3 separate regions of the Mus musculus genome follow, and all the other regions are linked to region 3. A link is a contact called in public ChIA-PET and HiChIP or PLAC-seq data. All regions are on one chromosome and are shown on one strand. Each heading gives the region's core, a stretch centred on a gene start, on an enhancer-like site or on the middle of the called end of the contact. The rest is flanking DNA. Distances are from core to core; before and after follow the strand shown.

Region 1 (3,662 bases), core at 259-2,758, 150 kb before region 3:
GCAGGCCTCCCAGGGACCAAAGGCAGCATACCAAGTTGCAATAAGACTAGGCCAGGATGTGGTGACAAAGGGCAGAGGGGCTGTTGGGGAAAAACTGGGCTCTGAGAAGTGTGGCTGGTGGCTGGTGGGGAGTCTTACTTGAGGTACCATAGATGTTGGCCAGGAGATGGGGGGAGGGGATACTGTTGGAGGAAAGCTGAGTGGGGTCTGAGGAAGTGTTGCATGTCTGTGGGCAGGATCTGACCTGGGGTTCTGGATACTGCAGTGGCTTCTGGTAGAGCAGGGGGCTTCTATTTGAGTTGTGGGCCAGGATAGGTCTGCAGTTTTTAATTGGCACACCCACTCACAGTCCAGCTCTGAAAGCTGACTGTAGTCAATCGATGCAATGTGCTCTGCTCTGAGCTGAAGCTTTCAGAGCGGGATGCTGAAAGGTACAACATGCAAGCACAATTTTGGCTTCATAGTTGTTTTCCTTCCTTTTCCTAAGACTCCAAAGTTGATGTTAGTATCCACAGTTTTACACATGAACACCTGAATGAGAAAAACTAAGTGGCTTACCTAAGGAGAGAGAGAAGAAAGTGTGAGCTCTGCAGCCTTGAGCTCACACATAGAGATCTTTATAGCCCCATCATACCTAGGCTGGGTCCAGGGCTCATTTTGGCCTTAGGACATGGCTTCTTATGCTCCAAACAAATGATCACTAGGAACCAGCCATCTTCCCTTAGGACAATCCCTTTTTTGGGTCTCTTCCACCTCCTTAAACACGTTGTCCTTTGCTGAGGGCCCCAGTCATTAAATTTCTCATGAATCCTTGATGTTTCTGCAGGAGAGGAAGCTCCAGATGAACTCAGTAGAGACACGAGCCCAAGTTGTGAGGGAGCTTGTGCAGAGCGAGAGACGGTACGTGCAGATGCTGCGAATTGTGCAGGACGTGTACGCCAAGCCCCTGAGGGCAGCGCTCTCCTCAAACAGAGCCATTCTGAGTGCTGCCAATATCCACATCATTTTTTCTGACATTCTGCACATCTTAAACCTCAACAGGTAAGCCCTAAAGATGGCGTCTTTAACAAAACAGTACTCCCCTAGATGAGGGAAGAGCAAACTTTGTTTCCAAAGCTCCACTATGGTCCAGCAGCTCTCTATCTTCTTGGGGATCCCTTCACCTGAAAGAGCAGAGAGGCTCCTTTGCATGTCCTCTGACAGCTACAGCCAGCAGATGGCTTCCAGTGCCACTCCAGCCCCAGGTTACAGTATGTGAAAGAAAAATAATCGATGCCTCAGCATTCAGTAAGCAATAAACCGCTCCCATGAAAGTCCGTGGGCAAGAGTCAATAATGTCTAATTGAATGGGCCAGGAGCAAAAGGATTCGATGGCTACTCTGCTTTTCCATCGTGGGTTTTCTACATCTGTTGAGAGATTAAGAAAAACAACAGTGTCTACCTATCGTGAGTGAGATGAGCCCAGAGCTAGTCACAGTCAATTTCCGCAGATCTGGAGAGATAGTTTGCCACTTCCTGGGCCCCCGCTGTGACTCAGTGAGAAGGCTGATGGAACATCTCTCAGTTTTTATGACCTAGAGTAGCTAAGAAGGTCACCTTGGATCTGTTGAGTGTGTGGGCTGTATGTAAGCTATGGTTCTTGGCCTTGAAGCTTTAAAAAGTGCCATTCTCCTCAGAAGACTGTGAGAATGTCCATGGCCCTGGCTCTCCGAGGGTCGGAAGCTGGATTAGGACCCAAGGAGTTAAGGTAAAAGATGGGATCCTGGACAGCCAACCTCTTCCCTCATTCTGCCCAGATCCCATCCTATCAAATGCACACTGTTCTGTGGTCAATGGGTCAAAAGAAAGCCCTACCACAAAAGACTAAGCAGAAAAGCCTACACTAATGAATTCATGGCTTAAGTTTGGGAGACTTTCAACAGGCCCCTATTTCAAGATACAAACTTCTCATATTGTAGAGAGTTTCTAGATAACCTACGAGACAGACTACAGGAATGGAGCCCAGCTCACTGTGTGGGAGAAATATTCATAAAGTTTGGAAGCCAGCTGAACATATATACCAATTTCTTCAACAATTATCCAGTTGTTCTGAAAACCATCGAAAAGGTAAGTGGTTGCACTATTTCCACCTAATCCTGTATAACCCAAAGGCCTGAGATAAGTGGGAAGGACTGCTTTTCAGCTCTCCCCCATCCTCCCCCCACTCCCACCCCCCTGGACTTTGAGTTTCTTGAGAACAGGGACCTTGAAGTAGGGGCTAATACAGTGGTGGACACACAGCAGTGCTCAGGAACCAGTAGTTGTGCTCCAGCTACCCACTGCCAAGTTTTCATGGACCCTAGCCAGGTGGGTCACAGTGTCATGTCATGTCACAGTGACAGGGCATTGAAAACATAAGCTGAAGCATGATTGTGAGCTCAGAATCCTCTCTGCCACTACAATACCAGGGCACACAAGCTCGGCTCGATGGACAACTTGATTAAGACACTTGACCTTGAGGACAAGAATTAGAGAAAACAGTATTACCAGAAACAAACTGGTGGCAAACGTATTATAGCTACGGTAAATACCGCTACCTACTTCATTAGCAAAGTGAGAGCAGTCAGCTCTTCAGTACATTTAGCTGTGGCAGCTATTATTATTATCAACACCAAGAATCTTCTTAAGCCCTTAATTGTTTACAGGTATAAATGGCCTTGCTCTGAAATGTTCTTGGAGCGTGAGATCAGTAAATCTTTGACTCAGACATTAGCAACATTGACATGTTTTAGACATGTACATACCGAGTAGTAGCACATGATTTCGAGTAGGTACACCAGTGATGATGATGGAGTACAATTGAAATGGATATTAAATAGAGTGGAACACTTTTGGAATGTCACTCTGAAAAACATGAATGACTGAAGCATTACAGGTGACTATCAACGATAGTCAAAGTCTTACAGAAATGACCAGGTTTGTTGCATGGCAGGCAATGTCTGGGTAGGACTCTGTCCCACACTGTGAGCTTAGTCTTCTACCCGTTTTCCAGATGAGAAAGTTAGGTAACCCCACAAGGTCATCTACTCGATTTATTCTAGCTCTAATCCAACCCCACCTTAATTATAAATCTCTAACTACTTCCCTCTATTGATTAAGTTAATGGATATGGTTAGATCTGTGGTATAATTAAAATACAAGAGTTAATATTTTAGAACACATGAATAGTATTGAAACTTAGATTAGACGGAGGGAGATGTTACCTTCTTACTTTGACTACTCTGTAGATCGTCCCTTGCTGCTGGTGGAACACAAGGCTTTATGACAGTGTCACAGAGCAAAGTTGACAATGTAATTCTCACCTTTAGTGCAGAGAAATGACACCCGCGTTTAGAGCATTCTTGAAGAGGCATGATAAAACCATTGTTACCAAAATGCTGAGGTGAGTTCCCAGGGAGATCACAGATGGGCACTCAAGGCCCGGCCTTCTGTGGCCTACAGGTAGCAATGAGGGCACCCTTCTCTATGCCCTATACAGTCTGCCGGAGCTGCTGATATACCCGTCCCGGAGATTTGAAGAATATATTCACCTTCTCTATGCTCTGAGACTCCATACTCCGGCAGGACACGTGGACCGTGGAGACCTGACCACTGCAATTGATCAAGTCAAAAAATATAAAGGC
Region 2 (3,657 bases), core at 841-3,340, 200 kb before region 3:
CTGTCTAGCCCTGGCTGTCCTGGAACTCACTTTGTAGACCAGGCTGGCCTCGAATTCAGAAATCTGCCTGCCTCTGCCTCCTGAGTGCTGGGATAAAAGGTGTGCGCCACCATGCCCGGCTCCTAGAATGATTTTTAAAGGAATTTTATAATCACTAAGATTTTATTTATTTATTTAGCTTCTTAAACCATCCCTCTGGCCAGTCTTCCTCCTTTTAACAGGAAGTGTCTTTATCCCTCCCTTATGAAGTTTCTCCAGGACATGACACTCATGTTTCAGCAGGCCTCAAGGTTCCTGCTGGTGTCTACTTTTCTGCCCCGCCCCCTCCTCCCCCCCCCCCCCCACCTGCTTGACTAAATTGACCTTTGAAGGCCGCTGGGCTGTTTGTCTCTGTCACACTTGGAGACACCTTCGAGGGCTGTGAATTGCTCTCCTTGCTGCACTGGTGAGACCGGTTTTAAATTGCTTCTGCACAGCTGCGTCTGCTGCTGCGTTGCCTTCTTACAAAGGCCTTTCATTCCAGAATTGGAGAAGTTTAAACTTGTAGCCTTCTTGGGTGGGTGTGGCAACATTCATGCAACTGCGTTTTCGGGCGGTGGGGGAGGGGAGGGACAGAAGAAAGAAGGAAGGTCACGAGTAACCCAAGAGATCTTACGTCTGGTCACCCGTCTTCACCAGAGCAGAATGGACGTGGGGGTGGGCAGGGGCAGGACAACGCACGCATCCCTGTATACTAAGAACACCCATGTCCTCTCTAATCCACTCACTTACTCTTTCCGTGTGGCCCCTGCAAGCCGTTGGGTGAGGAAATCTCACTTGGTGTAGTCTGTCAAGAAACCTGGCTGTGAAGTTTTTCAGAGACAACATACTTCCAGCTTCAATTAGAGCCCAGCGCAGCAGCATCTCCTTGAGTTTGGAAACTCATTTTAAAGGAGAGCATTTGCACGTGGCAATGGGACGTTGTTTTAAGAACAAGCATCGCCCAGGGATGGTATAACACCAAAGCAGAACGAGAACAGACTCTTCAGGACCTTGCTAGCGCCATCACTGCTGTGGGCTTTGTCACCAGGGAAGGATGCGACTTGAACTGAAGACATGGGCAAGGTAAAAATTCTAGCCAAGGACAGAGCAGAGTGGCTGGAAATCACCATGAGGCGAGGGGATTCTGTCTAAACGAAGCTAGCAGGCTCCTGCTGGAGACAGGCAGAAGATCAGACACCTTCCCTCCCCTCTTCCTCCAAACACCGAAGGATCAGGAACCCGATCAGATTTCCAGGGTGATCAAGTATCAAGCGTTGGGATTTGTTCTGAAATGACTTAGCAATGTTCTTTGCTAAGACTAGATTCTACCAAGGAGCCCACCCAGATGGACAAAGGAGAAGGCTCGGGAGCTGAGAAGGTAGAACTTTGTCAGAAAAGGAGCAGGCAGTGTTCAGAGACAAGGCGTACCTCTGTACTGCCAACTATTGTATCTGGACAGGCAGAGAGTCTGGAAGTTTGGGTCATTTTGTCTCTTCCTTCCCACTAAGGACCATGTTCTGAGCATCCGCCAACGCTCTACACCATTAGAGCAATCATAAAATATCCTCATTCACGGCTGAGACGTTTTGTAGGGATTGATGAAGCTATTAAAAAACCTGCAAGTTTATTTATCTATATTTATTTTATATATATATGGGTATGTTTACCTGCATATATGTTTGTGTACTACAAATGTGTATTGCCTTCAGAGGTCCCAAGAGGGTATTGAATCTTCTGGGACTGGAGTTACAGGCATTTGTGAGTCACCACGTAGGTGCTGGGAACAGAGCCTGTCCCTTTGTAAAAGCACTCAGAGCCCTTAACCACTGAGCCATCTCTCTAGGCTCCTCCCAAACAAGAAATGGTTAAGTTTAAAAGCAAAGGGGAAACCAGACTCCTGAAGCTGTCGTGTAGGGGGAGAGGTGGAGACCAGTGGACGTGTTAAGCAAGTCTTGCATGGAAGTTCTCAGTCCCTACATTCTCAGTGGCTCAGTTCTATTGTGTTTAAAGTCTCCCTGAATCACGTAGAACCACCACACACGTGATGTTATCACCTACGGTACCTTGTTTGTCTAAACTGCTCTTATGTCGAGAGCTAGCCGCAGTACATCTCCAGTGTACAGGAGAGTGTGATTGATGTGGAAGGCAGGAAACTGTTGTGGGAAATATTTAAAAGAATGGCAAGTTCCCGAGCTACACCCAGCTACTCTCCGCCCTGTGGTCTCGAGCCGCCTCTAGCTAGGCAGTCTTCCCTTCTTCAGTTTGCCAGCCTCCTAGCCTCCTGTACCTTCTCAGCCATAAACCCCTGTGGCTGATGGTCCCAAATTCCAGTAACCCAGTAAATCAAAACTCTAGAATCTTATAATGAATCAGTCAGATTTATATATCAATACATTCTCAATTCACAAGATGCCCACACAGTAATTTCAGAGACAATTAATGATACAAGCGGTCCACCTAGATTAGACAAATTACCCCAGTTATTCTATCCTCCTCTTATAGTCACAGCTACCTGTGGCTACTTAAAGCCACACAGAATCTGGATCGTCTTCCTCCTGCTCCATCTTCCTTCCTTCCTCTACCTGTCTCCTCCTTCTCTGTCTCTGCAACTCTTATGTCTCTTTTCCATGTCCAATCACAGGCTTCTTGTTGTACTAATATATACAGTGATAGGACAGGGAAAATTCTGCTACGGAAATCGTCCCTTGTCTCTTCTCCATTTCCACCGAGGCTTTACATACTTCATTACCTTCCCACCAGAGCCATTCTGTTGTTTCTCTTTTCTCTGCCCACAATCCCACTCTGGTATTAAATGCCCGAGTATTGCTGATTACTGCACACCCAGGGGCCTGAAGGTTGAAGGCATCTCAGGATTGGATTGAATTCATTCCTGAGAGTGTTTGGTGGAAGAGAGGCCCTTTTGACAGTAATTCTGCCCAAGAGATGTTAGCAATGTCTGCAGAGTTTCTCGGGGTGCTTCCCCCCCCCCATCTTATACTTTAGCAGGAGCGTAAGGATGTGCATGGGCCCTCTCCCACCCCATGGTCTCTGTTGTGTGAAGATTTATTGCTCAAATTAGTCCTTGGGGAAAACATTTCAGGGGACAAGACGGAGGAGCACAGGTTGAGGATGACAAAGTTGAAATGTAGGAATCCTGGCCCCGTGATGACATCATCGAGTCCTAAGTTTTGAAGCTGCCCTGATTAGGGAGTCTAAGTTGTCTTGGGTCATCTGAGCTCTCCAGAATGAGGCAAAAAGCATTTAGCAGTCACACAGATGTGAAAGAGCCCATCAGACCCACACACGTTGTCCAAGGAGTTCATCAGAGCTACGAGCTTTCCTAAAACGACCACGTGCTTATTCTGTGCTTCTAACTTGACAGCAGCAGCAGCAGAATCTGCCCTAATGGCTGCTGCTTCGTCCATGGGAGTCAGGTCCGCAAACACTGAACAAGTGTGTCCCATCAGACTGAAGTTTGTAAAGCACAGATCGTGAGCCTTGATAGCCACTTTGGCTCAAGCAGCCTGGAATAGCGTTGAGGAAACGGTTGTCACCAAGTTCCCCAGGTGATCTGGTGCACAGCCAAGGACAACACACAGTAGAAGGCTCTGCGGGGCCCCAAGGCCCCTTCTGCCT
Region 3 (3,577 bases), core at 199-2,698:
GAGTTCTAGGACCTCTGCTGCACCTCTCACGACTTCACATGCTTCCTCTGTGTGCACTTCATTTTGTCTGAAGCAATTCGAATTCTTGGTTTACTTCTTAAAACGAAAATAGAAATCGAAGTTGCAATACTTAAAAAAAAAAGATTTCTGGGTAGACAGTGGTGATGATTACCTTTAGTCCCAGCACTAGGGAGGCAGAGGCAGAGGCAGGTGGATCTCTGGAAATTTGGGGCCCGCCTGATCTGCGGAGCACGTTCTAGGACAGCCAGGGCTGAGAGAAACCCCGTCTTGAAAACCAAAAACCAACCAACCAGCCAGCCAGCCAACCAAACAAACAAAAGATGTCTCGATTTTCTTAAAATAAAAACTGACCAGAGATCTGGTAGTGTTGGGGCAGGGTTATTCAGGACAAACCCCCGACAGGAGGAAAGTAATGGTAGTTTTGGTATTGTTTCCCAATTCACAGGAGCCACACCTCTGGTGGCTTCCCTTCTATGCCATGAGCACTGTCCTCTGAGCTAATTGTATATTCTGACATAGCTCGTAACTGTCATCTGGCCAGGGCTATGACCCAGTGTCTGCCGCTTGGGCCTTAAGGGCTTTCTTTCTGTCATCCTCATAGCCAGGATGATGCAGGCTGCCAGGTACGTGAGTGGAGTTACCTAGTGGTTTCCACAGGGTTTGGAGGAGAAAGGTGCCATTTCCCAGCGATTCGCAGTCATATTTCCCTCTCTTCGCTACCAGTTTGCTACTCCTTCCTTCCTTCCTTCCTTCCTTCCTTCCTTCCTTCCTTCCTTCCTTCCTTCCTTCCTTCCTTCCTTTCTCCTGTTTCCACCTTTCATTTCCTTCTTCCTTCTTTTCCTTTGCTTTCCCTTCCTATTCCTTGCCTTACCTCGTCCTGCCCCCGCCCCTCTCTCCTCTCTCTCTTTCTCATTTTCTCCATTTACCCCGTCTTCCTGTCATCCTGGCTTCAGGACTGTGTCACCAGCAAGACAGAGAGAGCAGGTCTTCTCAGCCTCCCTACTCCTAGGCTGAGAAGCTGGGCAGGGCCAGTGAGGTGCTGGCTGGAAGAGGGCATGGGAGGCAGGGGGGGGGAGCCACTCCCCCTCCTTTTCTAACCCCCCCCCCCCCTTGCCGATCTCTTCTCTTCACAAAGAAGGTAAATTGGGAGGAATATTTGGCATGAGGTTAATTCTCTCCTTTCTCCTTCTTGCTCCTTTCAGCTTTCTGAGCACTTCACTGAACTTCTTCCTCTCACTGTTTGCATGTATTTCCCGTAATCTTCCGAGGTTCTTGTTCCCAGAGAGGACCATGCAGGGACTGACCTCAGGGACTGTGCTAGCGGGGAGGGTGTGCTGTTGATGGCTCTGGAAGGCAGGAGGGTAACCAAGTCCCACCAGGCACTGAAGGGGAAGTCCTTTCTGACCCAACCTGACCAGTGGCAGGTTCGTGTTATTTGTGTCAAGGCAAATGCTTTCAGTTTCTTTATGTATTTTCTGCCCCTTTCTTGGCACAGTGTACGTTTTTGCGGGTACATCTTAATTGAGTAACTTATATGCTAGTTAAAAGGAAGTGCCCAACCAAGTTAAGGAAGGGAGTTCTCAAGATTAGTCTTCTTTAAATTAGTATACATGCCAGGGTTTTTAGAAATTAAAGAAAGAATCTTAAAATAGATACTAGGTTGTTGCACCTTGCTAATAAGGTTGTGTCCTACCATGTCCAGACAGGTTTCCTGAGTCAATGCAAGACAGAACACTCCCTTTTCTTAGTGGGACTTCTTCTTCTCCATCTGATCTGGGGAGCCCAACCCACACTTAACCTGAGGAATGTCACATCATCCTTGGTGAAATTACAGGTTCAACTTCTTGGAATGCCTCTCCATGTAAAGGTATTCCCCAGCCTCAGCCGATGAAACTTCACCCTAAGAAGAACCTTTCTCACTCTCTGAGGTTCATAAATATAGCCCTGGCTTACCCCAAATAACTGTACGTGTACAAGCTCACCTTGAATAAAGGTATATGCATGAGCTGAGATCATCTTAGCTGTTTCTTCTTAGATGGGTGGAGAAGGCCTTTGTCTAAACGAGCTAGCTGTAACACTGAGATCCTTGGAGAAGCCCAGCTCCCTGTACTCACTCTCAGTGGACCTGCAGAGCCCATTCTGAACTCCATTTAATCCTTCCAGCCTGGTGTGAAGCCGTGTCTGGACACGCTGAGAGCGAGGAAATGGAGGAACCACAGCTGGACCCCAACATGCATACCACACTAAGGCTGGCAAAATAGCTCAGCAGGCAAAGGTGCTTGCCCAGAGGAAGGGCAACCAGAGTTCGATCCCGGGACCCACAGGGTGGATGGAGAGAACTGACTCCTGAAGGTTGTCATCTGACCTTCATGTGCGAGCTGCAGGATGTGCACATATATGCACACATGAATGTAAAAAGCAAAAATTGTGAGAGGACACAGTTCTGTGGTAGAACACTTATGTAACACACCCAAAACACTGGGTCTCTCTAGCACTGAGGCGAGGGAGGAGCTAAATACAGAGGAAGCCACATCTGTGATATATCCCAAGGCTGTTCACTTATACAGCCCATAGCCACATACCCCAAAACTCAAGTCATCCTGCTTTCCCCCCAATATAATCTCTACCCATGAGCAAAACACAAAGCAGACATTCTGTGTCCTTGTCAGAGCGATTTTATGAGATTAAACCAAAAGGGTCGAAGACAAATCAGCTTTAACAAGTCAGTTGGTCTCAAAGAGTTCTAATGTGCGAGAACCAATCATGAAAAAGGTCAAACCATTTCCTTGGTTTATAAACAGTGTGGTAACGTTGTGAACCAGGTTCCTAACATTTTGGTTTGTGCTCTCCTATTTTGCAGACTAATTTGCATGTGTGTGTGTTTGTGTGAAGATTAAATTTGTACGATTTTAAATTGTGATGCAGTTTTATTTTGGGATCAACAAAGCTACAGGATCCACTCATAATTATACCAGCTATGAAATTACAGTTTGGGTTATAATTAATATACATGGTGTGATATAAACTGATAAAGTTAATTAATTCACTCACAAAGTTCATGTGTTACATGATTTATATCAAGAATAAAATGTAATGTGAAATTCGGGTAGGTAAAGGTTTGCCTTTTACTATAAGGTGAAAGTGGATGTCAGATGTGGATATTCTGTAAAGATGCTGGCTACCAGTGTGTATGGGATTTGGGAACTGAGAGACTAGAGATGGCTCAGTGGTTAAGAGCGCCGACTGCTCTCCCGAAGGTCCCGAGTTCAAATCCCAGCAACCATGTTGGCTCACAAACCATCTGTAACGAAATCTGATGCCCTCTTCTGGAGTATCTGAGGACAGCTACAGTATACTTACATATAATAAATAAATAAATAAATAAATAAATAAATAAATAAATAAATAAATCTTGCCTGGCATGGTGGCTCATGCCTTTAATCCCAGCACTTTAATCCCAGAACTCTACAGAGTGAGTTCCAGGACAACCAAGACTACAGAGAAACCCTGTCTTGAAAAAAAACAAACAACAACAAAAAAAACCCCAACAACAACA

What was found. ChIA-PET counts read pairs in DNA pulled down with a chosen protein or histone mark. HiChIP or PLAC-seq counts read pairs in DNA pulled down with a chosen protein or histone mark.
Region 1: an RNA polymerase II ChIA-PET map of memory CD8 T cells shows a contact between it and region 3, with 36 read pairs. The contact joins two enhancer-like sites. A contact is called at or near these places in 1 of 115 datasets of contacts at active chromatin or transcription factors (memory CD8 T cells) and 2 of 9 other capture datasets (adipose tissue and pancreatic islet).
Region 2: a contact with region 3 is called in a BATF HiChIP or PLAC-seq map of CD8 T cells, with 7 read pairs. The contact joins two enhancer-like sites. A contact is called at or near these places in 1 of 484 Hi-C or Micro-C datasets (the G1E-ER4 cell line), 6 of 115 datasets of contacts at active chromatin or transcription factors (CD8 T cells, bone marrow-derived macrophages, effector CD8 T cells and 3 more) and 1 of 9 other capture datasets (embryonic stem cells).

Annotation. Positions count from the first base shown.
Region 1 is chr10:18,140,272-18,143,933 of GRCm38.p6, reverse strand. It overlaps Ect2l (epithelial cell transforming sequence 2 oncogene-like), which reads left to right. Exons shown (of 22, transcript NM_001370991.1): 15 at 827-1,041; 16 at 1,959-2,106; 17 at 3,348-3,421; 18 at 3,518-3,662. Among named protein-coding and RNA genes, the nearest start is that of Ect2l, 69 kb to the left of the region's middle. Within about 2 kb of position 1,508, at least 29 of the 459 cell types and tissues checked have an H3K27ac peak or open chromatin away from gene starts, as enhancers often do. A contact at or near this core is called in memory CD8 T cells, where this site is marked.
Region 2 is chr10:18,191,839-18,195,495 of GRCm38.p6, reverse strand. The region is part of intron 3 of Ect2l (epithelial cell transforming sequence 2 oncogene-like); the gene reads left to right. Among named protein-coding and RNA genes, the nearest start is that of Ect2l, 17 kb to the left of the region's middle. Within about 2 kb of position 2,090, at least 44 of the 459 cell types and tissues checked have an H3K27ac peak or open chromatin away from gene starts, as enhancers often do. A contact at or near this core is called in CD8 T cells, effector CD8 T cells and memory CD8 T cells, where this site is marked.
Region 3 is chr10:17,987,177-17,990,753 of GRCm38.p6, reverse strand. No RefSeq gene overlaps it. Among named protein-coding and RNA genes, the nearest start is that of Abracl, 34 kb to the left of the region's middle. Within about 2 kb of position 1,448, at least 76 of the 459 cell types and tissues checked have an H3K27ac peak or open chromatin away from gene starts, as enhancers often do. A contact at or near this core is called in CD8 T cells, effector CD8 T cells and memory CD8 T cells, where this site is marked.